Linked DNA regions of Mus musculus: region 2 is linked to region 1. Evidence: chromatin contacts called from public Micro-C data. All regions are on one chromosome and are shown on one strand. The core of a region is the stretch at or near the end of the contact, and the rest is flanking DNA. Distances in the headings are between cores, read along the strand shown.

Evidence for each region. Hi-C and Micro-C count contacts between places; a contact is called where the count stands out from the background.
Region 2: a Micro-C map of the G1E-ER4 cell line shows a contact between it and region 1, with 1.7 times the contacts expected there. The contact joins two enhancer-like sites. A contact is called at or near these places in 16 of 39 promoter capture datasets (the 3T3-L1 cell line, 3T3-L1-derived adipocytes, the HPC-7 cell line and 10 more), 5 of 484 Hi-C or Micro-C datasets (the G1E-ER4 cell line, LSK cells, myocytes and 1 more), 2 of 115 datasets of contacts at active chromatin or transcription factors (double positive thymocytes and embryonic stem cells) and 2 of 9 other capture datasets (adipose tissue and pancreatic islet).

Annotation. Positions count from the first base shown.
Region 1 is chr11:49,777,238-49,784,988 of GRCm38.p6, forward strand. No RefSeq gene overlaps it. Among named protein-coding and RNA genes, the nearest start is that of Gfpt2, 13 kb to the right of the region's middle. Within about 2 kb of position 5,049, at least 12 of the 459 cell types and tissues checked have an H3K27ac peak or open chromatin away from gene starts, as enhancers often do. A contact at or near this core is called in the G1E-ER4 cell line, where this site is marked.
Region 2 is chr11:49,860,140-49,867,890 of GRCm38.p6, forward strand. Mapk9 (mitogen-activated protein kinase 9) reads left to right here. Exons shown (of 12, transcript NM_207692.2): 3 at 3,405-3,534; 4 at 6,844-6,902. Among named protein-coding and RNA genes, the nearest start is that of Mapk9, 17 kb to the left of the region's middle. Within about 2 kb of position 3,967, at least 4 of the 459 cell types and tissues checked have an H3K27ac peak or open chromatin away from gene starts, as enhancers often do. A contact at or near this core is called in the G1E-ER4 cell line, where this site is marked.

The sequences.
Region 1 (7,751 bases), core at 3,799-6,298:
GATTCTTCCCTGGACTTCTTTGGATGGCCCAGGGACTCATGTGCGGAGTCTAACGCAGCACGTGACACGATTGGTGTGTGTTATAGAGTCGCTGTGGAATGGGGTAGAGTGGAGAATGTTGGAGGTGCTATTACCAGACCAGACCCAGCACATGGCTAATGGGCTGTAAAAGCGTTTTCCTCATCACAACTGGATAGATGTTTCCTAATTCAGTGAAGCAGGGAGGGAATGTATCTGACCAGGCAGGGGGAGGCAGAAGAAAGGCAAACAGATGTGAGAATCTGGGCCTATAGGAATTAGAACCTTAGCTTGAGTTAAGATTGCCAGCACAGTAGCCTGGGTGTTGGGACTGGGAACAGGGCAGGCCTAAACTTCCCACTCTCTGTTTTCAGAGGCTCAGCGGAAGTCTTTTGTATAAAAAATAAAAATAAAAAAATTAATTATTTGTCATGTATATGTGTGTGTGAATGTATTGTGAGTGTGTGTGCTGATGTGTGTGTATGTATGTGTGAGTGTATGTGTGTGAGTGTGTTCCATGTGTGTGTATGTGTGTGACTGTGAGTATGTGTGTGTGTGAGTGTGTGTGCGCATGTGCGTGCGAGTGCATGCACACTGGTGCCCACAGAGGTCAGAAGGAAGTATCAGATCTGAAGGCAGAGTTTTAGGCTGCCGTGAGTACTGGGATGCAAATTAGAGTCCTCTGGAAGAGCAGTACATACTCTTAACTTCTGAGCTATTTCTCTGCCCCCATAAAGAGGTTAGGCAGAAGTGGCATGGTGAGAATGTCATTTTTTGGAAGATTTCAGGGTTGGGTGGATGGGCTTCAGTGCAGATGTGGGGTGGAAGGGAAGTGAGTCAGGGGAGCCCTAGCAAGTAACCCAAACAGGCCTTTGTGGGTAAGAAAAGCAGAGACTGAACTCAGTGGTCCCAGCCCTAGGGGCCAACAGGAAAGCTATTTGCTGGACTTCAGCATATGGAATGGCAGCAGGGTACAGTTTGCTTAGGAAGGGAAATGTTTCTGCTGCAATGACAAAGACCATGATCAAAGTAACTTAGGGAGAAAAGGGTGAGGTAAGCCTCTGCTTCAGTTCCTGCTTCCAGGTTCCTGCCCTGCTTGAGTTCTGCCCTGACTTTCCTCACTGATGGAGGCCATGTAGGAGTGCTGCTTGCTAGCTTAGGGCTTGCTCCCCACGTCTTGCTCAGCCTGATTTCTTATAGCACCCAGGACTCTCTGATCAGGGGTGGCACCAGGCACAGGGAATAAGGCCCTTCCACATCAATCAACCAAGAAAACACCCCACAGACTCTTTTCAGTCAGCCGTGGTTCTAAAGCTCCGGCAAGGGCCCGCCAGAGATAGAGGTAAGCCATCAGACAGAAGTTTGAAGTGGTGAAGGGCAAGTGCTGAAGAAGCCATGGCAGGAGGCTTGATCCGATCAGGCTGGCTGGCTTTGGACCCTGGGCAACAGCTGTTAGTTTCCAGAGCCTTGATTTCTCTGTCTGTAAAGTAGGACCGAGAACATCTGGCTCCCGGCCTTCGACAGGGCAGATGGGAACCCTGCAAGCACAGATGTTTAGAGGACAGCAGAGGCAGGCTCCTGTCCCACAGGAGTGAGACAAAAAGAGGGCCCGAGACCTGTAGCTAGGGAAGGAGCAATAGCCATCAATGGAGAAGGGATGACTACCTCTGATGCTGTAAGTGAGCTAACTGGTGGGTGGGGCTGGAGCCAGGGCAGAGAGCTTCATGGCGGGGCTCCGCTTTAGGGGTCATTGCCAAGGACAGCATGGAGCCACCCTGTTGGCAGCATCCAGAGCCTTAATTATTTTCTCCCAAAACCACAGATTGAAACGAAATGGTCACTGGCCTCGGGACGGGTGTTGGCCAGATGGCTTTTCTGTCACACATCCTAGCTGAGAGAGACTTTTGGAGGTTGTCTTGGCATTGTCACATGAAGAAAATGATCCTTGTGTGTTTGTTTGAGAAGCATGTGTGACAGAGACCTTGGCTGTGGGGACCGGAAGGCCCTTCTGCACACCAACATGCCCATAGATGGGAATGGAACCTATAAATGTGTTCCCTGGCCTCCGTACAAACCATGGCACTCTCGTACTTACAGCCATATACGTGTGAATGTGTGTGCACACACCCATACACACACACTAATAATAATTATAATGATAAACCAGCAATCTAACGATAGCTAAAGCAACAACAGGAATCAGCAGCAGGGGGACCTGAAGCTTCCCAGGTCCTCTTGGGGCTCTCCCCTCTCAAAAGTCGGAGGTATGCTTGCCACTGCCATGGCTAGATGCTGTTTGTACCCCGATTTAAACAAATAAGCCATAACCATATGCTCTGTATGGCTAGGGACTCACCTCAGTGGAAGGGCTCCTGTTGTTTGTTTTGTTTTACTTTTTGCTTTTGTTTTTCAAGACAGGCTCTCATCATGTAGCCAAGGCTGTCATGGAGCTCCTGTGTAGCTCAGGCTAGCACTGTACTCCTGCCTCTGCCTCTGCCTCTGCCTCTGCCTCTGCCTCTGCCTCTGCCTCTGCCTCTGCCTCTGCCTCTGCCTCTGCCTCTGCCTCTGCCTCTGCCTCTGCCTCTGCCTCTGCCTCTGCCTCTGCCTCTGCCTCTGCCTCTGCCTCTGCCTCTGCCTCTGCCTCTGCCTCTGCCTCTGTGTGCCAGGATTGCAGGCAAGAGCTACCACACCCAGCTAGAACTCTTGTCTAACATGTGTAAGACAGATCTGATCTCTAGGACCAGAAAAAAAATAACAAAAGGATATTTTGGAGATAATGGAAGTGTTTGGGAATATTAAAGTAGTATTATGCCCACAAGAATCTTCATTTGTAAATCCACATGGTGAATTAATCATCTTAGAATTTGTTCCAGAAAAAAAAAGTGGGGGAGGGGGTGGTCAGTAAAACAAGTTGATTAAATATTGATGATGGCTGACTACGGGAGACGAGTAATGAGGGTAATTCAGGCTATTCTGGTACACATTTGAGTTTTTTTCCTAACAAAAAATAGATGCCTGCATATCTGCTATCACTGAGAAACATGTTCTAAAGATAATATTGTTGAGGAAAGGGAGTTGAGGTACACAAGCTGGGTTTCTATTTTTAAGAGGAGGTTTTTGTAGAGGGGTAAAGTTATTTCAGGACATGAGCAAAACTTGAGGAGTCAGCAGAACACGGCCACTGTGTTGATTGCTCATGTGACTCAAGGCTGAGAGTCAGAGACCTGAATCTACAGAGGAAACCAAGGGTGCCATCTCCAGGAAAACAGGTACAGAGGTGCCCCCCTGGCTTTAGCCACACCAGAAGACACCATTTCTGCATGCTTAGACACAGACAGGCCTTTCTTCCTGAACCAGCTGGGTTCACCCAACCATGTCAGTAAACACAGCCAAGAGGCTACAATAGAGACAGAGAAGGACTCTAGGCAGGCTCTGGGGGTCAGGTCATGATCTTGGGTTAGGCTACCTCTTGCTTGAGATGTCTGCTTTATTGCCCTGTCTGTATGGCTCACCCTTTTCTTCTGACTGATGGAGCAAAGGGTTCTGAGTCGCAAACCTAACTTGCTGTCCCTGCTCCAGGCTCAAAGATTTACAGCTACAGGCCACTATGGACCTGGGTAACTTGGCAGAGACATTGATATAGTTTCTATGTGATTTTCTGCTAAAGATTTGCATGTTGGAAGTTTGGGTCTCAACGAGGTAATGTAAGGAGAACCTGGCAGCTGAGGTGGTTCAGTGGGTAAAAGAGTTTTTGTTTGTGTTTTTTTTTTAACATAACTAATGATAAGAGAGAGTAATGTAAGATCTAAGAGAGGTAGAGTCTTGTGGGAAGTCATTAGGTCATTGAAAAGTCTTCAAAATAAAGATGTCATCATAGTTAGATGGACCACTCCCTGATTGCTGGCTTCTTGTATCACAAGATAACATTCATACCATTATGCTAGCATCCATTATAATGAGATCCCCCCTACAAGGCCTCCCCAGAAACCAAGGCCGTGCTGCTTGACTTTCAGCCTAACTGTAAGTTATTTAGTTACAAAATATTCTATGAGCCTGTTTTCTTTGTACATTAATCAGCCCCCACTATTTTGTTTTAGCAACAGAAAGCAGACTAATACAGGCAATTCACCTTCAGATTGAGGGCCCGCCTCTATTCCCTACCCCTATCTCCCCCCAACCCACCCTTACCTATACCATTCTAAGATGAAATGTATAGGAGAACACTGGTTCAGCTACTTGTGGAGATAGGCAGAAACCTGGATGGTAAGAGCAGCCAACATCAAGTTCCAAAGGGGATGAGAATACCTTGAGCACAAGCCCCTCTGTGGACATGGCCAGGTTCATTGCCAGAGACAATTGTCACCCTTGGGGGAGAGCTAGGATTGTCAGTTCTTCTCAGTGGTCATGACAGACTAGAAGTTCAGTGCATAGTTTTGGGATCTTATTCTGAGCTTAGTTTTTTAAAAAAAACGTAAGGAAGAGTCTGATGTGCTAATACACACCTGGTATCCCAGCACTCAAGTGATGCAGGCAGGAGGACCACAGGAGTTCAAGGTCATCCTCTGCTGCATACTGGGTTTGAAACCCTGTCTCTTAAAAAAAAGAAAAAAAAAAGGAATTCAAGGAAACAGAAGAGCAGCAATGTCACCAAGAATCTCACACTTGACTCCTTTTGGCTCCATGGGATCACTTTGGCTCTTGTGATCTCTATCTAAAGAATTCAGATAAGACAGACAGAGCTTATCTCAGCAGATAGGAGGAGCTTATTGCTGAGTGTGGTACTTACTCCAGGGTTGAGAGTAGACAACAGCCAAAGAGACCTTTATCCTTATCTACACTTCTTGCGAGACTCTTCCTGTGGAGACACAAACAAATGTCTTTTCATCCCAGATAGAGTGACACAAAGACACAGTCCACCCTATCTTCGCTTGGCTTACCAGTGAGTTCTTTGGGGGCTACTTACAGGGGTGACTTGAAAACAGCTGTATCACTGAAACGCAGCATGGCTGAGCCCTGTGAAGGCTGCGTGTCCCTGCAGCTCCCCGCACGACTTGCTGGCAGTTGTACCACAGGGTCTCCTCTCCTCAGTTGCTTGTGACTTGCATCACAGTGGGGATAGTCCTTGTGAATTTCTTTCAGAGCTTCCAGAACTTTGTAAGGTACAGAAAACTGAGTCTCATGAGACTCCTTCCTCTGTCAGGAGGAATTGTTTCCATTCAGAGGAAGGAGCGAACTGCTTAGCAGTGTATCTCGATGGCAGAACACTTGACCAGTGTGTTTGAAGACCTAAATTCAGTCCCCAGTAAAACACTAAAACACACACACACACACACACACACACACACACACACACACACACACACACAAAATGTTCTAAAGCCATCTAGATATGGGGTAGGAGGGACACTGGTTGGGAGAAGTAGCTACTTAGTATTATCCTAGGGCAGATTTTACATTATTTCTAAAATCTCTAGAAAGCAGTTTTTTCTGGGAGCTTTATGTTAGGTCTGGTAGACCAGTCTATATGTTTTGATTTCTACAGGGTGAGAGGTGGGGGTTGTATGTCTTCATTCTTCATCAGAAAGCCTCCTACTATATAGTAATCTTTAAGGTTTAGGGCTCCTGGGTCCAGGTTTAGATAGTTATCAATTAATGACATTCTAGGCAGTCTAGGATGTCACCTCACCTCTCAGGGCTGGGGACATGTGTGACCAGTCATAATTAGCCTTAAAGCTCCAGCCCTTTGGTTTTAGAAGCTGTTGTTTACCAGGGGAGGACCCAGCTCTTATGTCCCCTAATCCTGTTACTACCTAGCGAGCTACCCAACAATACCAGGGGCTCCTGGCGTCAGGTAGCTGTTACAGTGATTGTTCCTGTTTACTTAGGGCTAAGAGGTTGCTCAACTGCTCAAAGCAGAAAAGCCCTAGACAAACTCAGATAGCTCATTCACCTCAATTACTCCCTAGGCCAGTGTGGTGGCTTGAACAGGAATGGCCCCCATAGATGCTAGTGTTTGAATGCTTGGCCCATGGGGGGGGGGGTAGCATTATCAGGAGGTGTGGCCTTGTTGGAGGAACTGTGTCACTGGTGGGCTTTGAGGTCTCATATATGCTCAAGTCTGGCCAGTGTGACACAGTCTTTTCCTCGTTGCCTGTGGATCAAGATATAGAACTCTCAGCTCTTCCAGTACCATGCCTACCTGGGTGCTGCCATGCTTCCCACCATGATGATAATGGACTAAACCTCCAAAACTGTAGGACAGCCCCAGTGAAATGGTTTCCTTTATGAAAGTTGCTGTGGTCATGGTGTCTCTTCACAATGAAATCCTAGCTAAGATACAGGTTAACTGAAAAGAATATGCAAGGTTAGGAGGATGGTCATCTGGGGGTTGGGGATGTAGCTTAGTGGCAGTGTACTTCTTTCTCTACCATGCATGAGGGTTCAATCCCAGGGAGTGCAAAGAAGAGGGTCTCGATAAATGTGTTGATTTCACTTCTGTCTTCTAACACTTCAGTCTACTACTAGCCATGGCTAACCAAAAGCCAGAAAGCATGCCGGATGAGATGCTTTCACTGGGCACAGAGCAGGGTGGCTGGGTGTGGTGCTTAAAGGTAGACTGCAAGCAGGGCAAACGTGCAGTACACAGGCAAAATATGGTGAAGAGATTTAAAAGCGGGTCCTTCAGAAGATGGAAACTGAAGATGAAGGCCTGCCTTAGTCATTAGCCCCTAACCCGCCTCGAACACCCTAGAGGCTCCAGTGAGTGACCTGAACTGTTCAAGGCACCTCCTATATGCAATCATGGCACCCTCCCCAAAGGATGCATTCTGAGAAGCCTTGAGGTCCACAATGGACCTGTGAGCAAGGTTGTTATAACCTCCAAAGGGCACATACTTCTTCCTGGCAAAAGTATGTAGATCTGGTCCTTGGGGTTTGGGGGGTGTCAACAATGTCCTTTGTGCAGAGACCTTGCCCTATCTCTGAGTTGCTTCTGGGGTGTCCTGGAGGACTCTGGAAGGCAGGCCTTTCATGAACCCTTCTGGCTTTCTGATCCTAGTTCTCTGAGCATCTCACTGTGTATTTGAACCCTTTACCCAACGCTAACAGCAGTAGGAGTCTTTAGTTGGCTTTTTAAAGAGTATTGTAGTGTGTGTGTGTGTGTGTGTGTGTGTGTGTGTGTGTGTGTGTGTGTGTGTGTATCATGGTAAGAATGTGGAGATCAGAATGTCTTACAGCTGCCCTTGGCCTTGGCTTTGACTGTTCAACAAGCTTAGAGTTTCCCTCATTTTTTTTATCATCATCATCGTCATCATCAATCATTATCTTCCTCCTCTTCTTCCTCTCCTCCTCCTCTTCATTTTGTTTTGTTTTGTTTTGTTTTTGACAGGGTCCAACACTATGGAGCTCTGGCTGGCCTGGAACTTGGTATGTAAACTAGGCTGTCTTAGAATTCATAGTGAAATCCACTTATTTCTGCCACCTGAGTGCCGGGACTCCCATGGTCTTCCTATTTTAAAAGAATTGTGTAGAATCAGCAGCAACAAGCTGTTTATCTAATGCATCCTCTCTGGTTCTGATGGGTCATTGCCCCACACTTGAAGCCTTAGGGTGAACTCCTCACCACAGTCCAGGCTACTGGGATCCCTTCCTTTCTGGGATCCAAACAAAGGGAGCTCTGTTGGAGCAGGCAGACCACTGACTAACCAGCTACAACTGTGTCCCCTTGCCGCTCT
Region 2 (7,751 bases), core at 2,717-5,216, 82 kb after region 1:
AAAAATAAGAGATAGAGTTATGTGTAACATGTTGAGTTTGTGAGAGCAAGAAAGTGACTGTCTTAAAGCCAAAAGTTAGGCCAATGTTAGTGGTGCACACCTTTAATCCAAGCACTTGGGAAGCAGAAACAAGAGAATCTCTGTGAGTTTGAGGCCAGCCTGGTCTACACAGTGAGTTCCAAGACAGCAAGGACTATGTAGAAAGATCCTGTCTCAAAACAAACAAAAAACAAAAACAAAAAAAACAGAAGCAGAAGTTATTTTCTTTCTTGAATGACAAATGGACAATGATAACAATTGGGAGGGATTGTTAAGGGGACATTTGGAGGCTCCAATAGAGCATGGCTCTTTGTGATATATCATTGAGCAGAGAAACAAAAAAACAAAAGAGTGACTCTCAGATATAAGCCTCCCTCCCCACTAAACAGCACTGAAGCTGGGAGCAGTAGAGCAATGGCCTTAGTGTGTTCTGTGAGGAAATTGATTTTCAGCTTAAAAGACAGACTATCAAAGCCGAAGGCAGAGTAAAATCATTTTGTTGTCTGGGGACATTCCTTAAGGAGTACTCCAACAATGAGACAACACAAGAGCTTGTAATACAAGAGGCCAGATGGAGGATAAGTTCTGTGAAGCAGGCTTTGAGATGTCTTCAGAAAAGGGCTGGGTCAATTCTAAGTGTAGAAGTCTGAGTGGGAGAACACGGTACTGGTGGTGGGCTTTGGAAAATGGCTCTAAGGAAAAAGATGTTTATTAGAACCTTGTGGAAGGAAGTATAGAAAGAGGTGTGGTCTGCTTAGAAACAAAGGCATGGAGTGTTCAAACACTTGATAAACTGGGAGGACGGAGAACCCATTGCCTCCATATAGCAGACATTCTAATTTTGTGTGTATGATTGGCAGCAAGGATTGTGTGATCTTTGGGAAGTGAAGTATAATTTCAGCTCTGCAACTAGTAGTATTTACGTGAGCACATGTACTTTCCGGATGGTTGTCAGTGTTTATAGACAGCTGGGGGAAACAGCACAGAGGCCTAGCTGTCAGTTTAAAATGAAGATGCTAGCAAGCATGACTGTTTAAGACAAAGGTTTGGAGGAAGAGGAGGATAAAGAGATAAAGAGAGCAGGGGAAAGCGTACTAGTCACCTTATGTTATTGGGGAAGAGCAAGGTAAAGTGCATTACAGGAAACCCTGACGTACCATCAAATAAGGCTGTGAGGGTGGGGAGGAGCCAAGTAGGTGGCTAAACCCTCAGTTTCATACTAGGCAGTGTCTGTCCCTTTGAGTTACGAGTTGTTCTGGAGCTGGGACAGGCAGGAGTAGAGGAGCTTGTCTCCATGCGTTTAGAACTAGTTCATTTGAGTAATTTTGTACATCAAAAAATGTTTTATTGATATAGGTATATGTGTTTATTTTATTGCCTTAGTTAGGTTTCTATTGCTGTGATAAGACACCAGAATCTAAAACATGAGGAGAGGAAGAAAGGGGTGCCAGGGCAGGAACCTGGAGGCAGGAACTGAAGCAGAGGCCATGAGGAGGGCTGCGTACTGACTTGCTCCTCCTGGCTTGTTCAGACTGTTTTCGTATACCATCTAGAACCACATACCCAGTGGTAGTACCACCCACGTGAGCTGGGCTTTCCACATAGTCGCTAATCAAGAAAAGGCTCTGCAGTCTAGTGAGGGCATTCACTCAATTCCTTCTAGCAAAATGACTCCAGCTTATCAAGTTGGTAAAAAACTAGCCAGTACATACATACATACATACACACACACACAAAAGAGAAACATAAATATACATACATAAATACACACAGAGAGAACAGAGAGAAACACATGCATATACATACACACATACATAGAGTGCTTCAAATACATATATATTATAAAGTAGCTAAATTCAGCTAATTTACATATACAGTTTTCTTACATGTTTTCTGCAGTGAGAACATGTAACATCTACTTTTTTAAGCAATTTTAAAGAACACAGTATAAGCTGAGTAAGGCAGTTATACACCTTTAATCTCAATACTCCAGAGTCAGGGGGCAAGCAGATAACTGTGAATCCAAGGCCAACCTGATTTACATAGCAAGTTTCAGGAGTACATAGAGAACCTTGACTCAAAGAAGAAAAAGAAAATAAAGAAAAGAAAAAAATTACACAGTGTAGTAGTAGTGTTATTAACTGAAGACACCGTGCTGTTCTGTGTAGCCCTTGAACTCAGTCATTATTCTTGTTTGTCTAAAAATTCAGACAGAATCTTTTGAGATCAGAAAGGTGAATCCAAGAAACACACATACAAGTGTACACATGCACACAGGTTTATTAATGATTTATTTTACAATAGATCTTTATACCATATATTCATATGAGTAGTGAACTTACCTTTGAGCATGTGGGCTCACCTATGACTTGTATATATACATATCCATATAAATGTAATAAATGCAGTGGTTTTCCTTAGACAGTTCCACAATGGCCAGTCTTTAAGTTAAAAACAGGTCTAATTACATTAGAGTTATTGAGCAGAAAGAATTAACAGAAAGGGATAAAGATAAACAATATTACAAATAGAATAAACTCCCAGAAGCGGTGTTTAAGGAGACGCCTGGGCTCCCAGGTTGTACGTAGCAGTCCTGAGCCCTTGTTGAGCCATCAGAAGACCTCTGCATGACGACGCAGTATTGTTAGCTGGAAACCCTAAGACATGTCATCATGCCTCTCGCTCTCCATAGCTAGTCTCTGCAGAAAAATTAACACTGACTTCCATGAAGGGATGTGAGCGCTGGAAACTGGAGCTTCAGATCTTACTCACACTACACAAGGACGCATCACTTCCTGCACGATTTTATATATAGCGAGTGCTTACATTGGGAGTTTGTATCTTGGTAGTTTACCGTGAGCTGAGACTTTGGCTTCTGTTTCCTTTCAGAGTCTTTGGCCTGGGAAAGCATAATCAGTCAAAACAGATTTATTAAATTCCTTCCATGAGCTCAACTATGGCATTTCCAGAATATACTGACATTTTAATCAGTGATAACAAGGAAGTTTTAAATTTCTTGTTGTGTTAAATGGAAAATTTCGTGCCTTGACCTGAGTTTTGTGCTTTGGATTAAATTACCTGGTTCTGAACCTGCTAATCTTAGCTAACTGAAAATTATAAGTAGGAAGAATTGCTGAATCCCTCTCCAGCTGCAGCCAAAAAGCATGGTGCCTCTGGGGAGGGACTAGCCCGTCCAGCCCGGCCACTTCACTTTCTGGATGTACATAAAGCTTGATTGGGGAAGAGCAGAAACATTTCTCCTTGCCTTGTTATTCTCTTTGAAAGACAGTACATCAAATGTATTTCTCCATTGCTATTTTCAAAAGCCATTTTAATAGGCTGTTTATTATATTTCCTAATTATAGTGCTGCTTTTGATACAGTTCTTGGGATAAATGTGGCTGTCAAGAAGTTAAGTCGTCCTTTTCAGAACCAAACGCACGCAAAGAGAGCCTACCGTGAACTCGTCCTCTTAAAGTGTGTCAATCATAAAAACGTAAGTCATGGCGCTCCTTTGTGTGCTTTGATGTTAGTGGTGTGACCAGACCGAAGATTGGCTGATGAGGAGAGAAACTATAAAATAGATTACATTTTTTTCAAAAATTAAAAAATATTCTTTATTACATCTAGTTATTGGGGGGGGGGATGCCACTGCTCACTGTGGAGGTGAGAGGACAAGCTGCCAGGTGAGCCTAATCTTGATACCAACCCTACCCCATCCTAACAGCTAACCCTAACCCTGAGAATAAATAACCTGCCAGAATCAGTCCCTAACCTTGACCCTGACCCTTACCTAACCCCTAACCTTAGCCCTATCACCTAACCCTGACCCTGACCACAATTGGTTCTCTTTAGGAGAGAGGTTCTATGTGGGACTCTGGGATCTCACTCAGGTCAGTTATCAGTTTGTGACAGTGCCTTTACCCCCTTCCCTCTTCTCAGCCCCTGAAAGAGATCAGTCTATGACATCTGTCTCCAGTTTTAGATGAGTGGAGACTACTTAAGATTGTACTAAACAGTTTATGTTCCCCTTTGTCTCAATACTTGTGCTAGACCTCTCTATATGGTGACATTGAGTATGCCACTAAGATCAGTTTATTCTTTTGTCACATTGTATTCTTTTAATTTGGGGGGAAGCTGGGGATTGAATCCAAGCTCTTATGTACACAAGGCAAGTACTCTGCCTCTGAGCCATATCCTCACCTCCACTCAGTTTGGTTTTTGAATTGGTTTTAGTTGGTTCAATGTTTGTTTTATTTTACTCTTCAATTTTGTCACTTTACAAAGATATGTTTATTATTTTTAAAAATTCAGGTAGTATAAGTTAGAAAGCAAAAATCCCTGGGCCTTCAACCACCAGTCACAAGTGTGAGCATTTCAGTAAGCATCCTTGCTTATGTATATTTACATATGTATAAATGAGACCAAGTATGCTACTATTCCTCTTTTTATACCAAGAAGAATGTTGATAAATTTCATACACTTTAATAGACACAACTGTAATATATTTTTAAGTGGCTGTATATACAGATATATAATAATTTAGTTAACAAATTGTGCTGGGTTGTGTTGTTGTTGTTGTTGTTGTTTTTTGTCAACTTGACACAAGCTAGTGTCACCTGGGGAAGGGAACCTCAATTGTGAGAATGCCTTCATCATACTGGCTTATAGGCAAGTCTGTGATTGATGTGGGAGGGCCCAGTGCTCCTAGACTGTGTTTAAAAAACAAGGTGAGCAAGCCGTAAGCTATGTTCCTCCATGGCCTCACCTTCAGTTCCTGCCTCTAGGTTCCTTGCTTGAGTTTCTGCCCTGACTTTCCTTTCTGATAGATTATAAACTATAAGCAAATAAGCCCTGTCTTCCCCAGGTTTGGCTACAGTGTTTTATAACAGCCATGGAAAGCAAACTAAGATACACATAATTTTGTTGGGTAGATTATTTCCAGTTTTGCTTTTTCTGTTAGAAGCCATGGTGTAATGAATGCCCTCTTCATACAACTTGGTCTACATATCCAGGCAGGTTATTGCTAGCCAAACAATCAGCCTAGCCCCGGTTTTCATACACGCTGACAAGCTGACGTCAGGGCGCACTGTCAGCTATGCTTGATGGGAGGCTTCTGAGGGCACATCTTCCTTCACATTCACCAGCACTGGCTGATACTGGTTTTGCTTTTCTTTCTGCCAGTCTGCTACATGACAAATAATCTTATCTTAATCTGTGAGGTTGAATTTCTTTTCATATGTTTATGGGATGTGTGTGCATGTATGTGTGTACAAATCTGTACATGTGTGAGCATGCCTGTATGTATGTGCAGGTCTGGGTGCACATGTGAAAGCTGGAGGTTGATGTCAGGCGTCTTTATGAATTACTCCCCACCTTATATACTGAGGCAAGATGTCTCAGTTGAACCTAGAGCTTGCTAATTTGGCTAGTCTAGCTATCCAGCTTGCCCTAGTGATCCCGTCTCCATCTTCTGAGCCCCGAAAATACAAGTGGGACACCATTCCCATTGACATTTGTGTGGGAGCTAGGAGTCTGAACTCAAGTCTTCACTGAGCCATATCTCGAGCCCCAACTGTTTATTCATTGAAAATTTGCTTTTCATGGTTGCGGCTCTACTTTTATCTTACACTGTTTGGTATCTTTTTAAAATCACTTGTAGGTGATTTTACATATCAAAGTTATTAACCCTTTCCATTTGGGGATTTTGCTATATAGCCCAGGCTAACCTTGAACTCTGAGGCTGTCCTTAAACTTGCAATCTCCTGCCTCAGCCTCGTAAGTCCTAAAGTTAGAGAAATGCCACCCATGCCCAGCTTCAACTGTTTCTCCCCCTTTCCCATTTGATCTCATATGTTGCTCTAGTATGCTGATTTTTTATTTAATTTTGGCTTTGTTTTAATGTAGTTAAATATCCTAGGTTTCCTATCATGTTTAAAATACTTTGTTACACCAGGAAATAGAATGTTTGCCCATATTCTTCTCTGCTTTATACTTTAGAATTTTAGACTTTATCCATTTTGTTTCCCAAGACTGAAGGTGGATACAGTTTCCTTCCCATTCTTGCTGGTTACCCCTTCTATCTGATGAGTAATTACCCTTTCTCTTGTTCATGTGAAATGACTGAGGGTGTGTGTTTGAAACACATGGTTTGTAAACACAGAGGCCACAAGGAGCAAGCAGTAAGATTGGCTGCTTAGCCCCGTAAGGGAATATAAGGCTATGAGACCTCATATTCATCACCATAAAGTATAAGCTCAGCCTTCTTATTTAAAAACTTTTCAGAAAGTTACATATAGTATTTGAATTTCCAGTTAGCACAGTGGAAACTATGCTAGCATAGCATAGATACTTAAGATATATCTCGTTCTACCTGCATGTATACTGCAGGCTAGCAGAAGGCACCAGATCTCACTATAGATGGTTATGAGCCCACCATGTGGTTGCTGGGAATTTAGCTCAGGACCTCTGGAAGAGCAGTCAGTGCTCTTAACCACTGAGCCATCTCTCCAGCCCCCAGCATAGTGCTTTTCCAACCATTATTTTTATATTTTACATATATTTAAATTCCATAGTAATGATTTAAGTTACTAGGGTCATGTGAGTGATTCTGTTAAAAGCACATCTTACTTCCAGTTGGTGGTTAAGTATTCCAATGCTGTGCACTAGGATGCTTTGGTAACAACCATAGTAATGAGAAATATTGGGTTCTGCAATCATTTTTCTACCTTTAATACATTTCAGTGTACACCAATTTTTATACTCAATCTGACATACTAAAGTATAATTAATTTTCTCTTTTCAGATAATTAGCTTGTTAAATGTGTTCACACCACAAAAAACGCTAGAAGAATTTCAAGATGTGTAAGTATCTTTTGCATCAGATTGAAAATTTAGAAACTCAGTGATTTATATTTAGAAAACATAGGCCATTTGCAAGCTCGGGACCCTAGGGTGCCACAGTGCCAAAGAACAAGGATGCCTGCGGTGTTGCTTTTAATCTAAGGCTGTGAGCCTGAGGACTCAGAGCTGTAGTATATAAGGCCTAGCATTCTGATTCCAAAACATGAAAGTCTGTTTCAGCTCTCAGAGGAGAGTCTCCTTCATTCTCTAGATTTGCTCATTCAGGATCTTGCTCTATGCTTTGTACTCAGTGCATTCAGACTCACATAATAATTACTACCCAAACACCCTCCAAAACACCCCTCACGTAAGGCTGCCAGCGCAGTATTCCTTGGCCTAGTCAAGTTGCTGACTTCAATTCCTCGTCACAGGGTAGATGGGGAAAGATCACAGTGAGGCAGTAGGAGAAAGGCTTAGGGGAGGAGCGGTTTGTTCTGCAGATACTGGGACAGAGTGGAATTGACATGGAAGGTGTAGCCAGAGTAAACGAGCAGCAGTGGAGCTTAGCTGGTGTGTGCTGCTACCCAGAGGTCTGGGTGGCTGGGTATGTGTGACAAGGGGGTATGGCTTAGAGAAGTAGCATGCATATAGGAAAGGAAGCCAGAGTGAGATTTCCCACATAGCAGTGATCTTACCTGACATATTTTAAAAGAACACTTGGTTTTGAGGGGCTGAGAATCCACTGTGAGAGGTAGGACAAAAAGGCCTAGTTAGTATGGGGAGGCAATCACTGCAGTTCATATGAGAGGTTCAAGTGGGTAATGGGAAGGGCTTGAGATTAGACACCAACACTGTCTGAGGGTGAGGCCT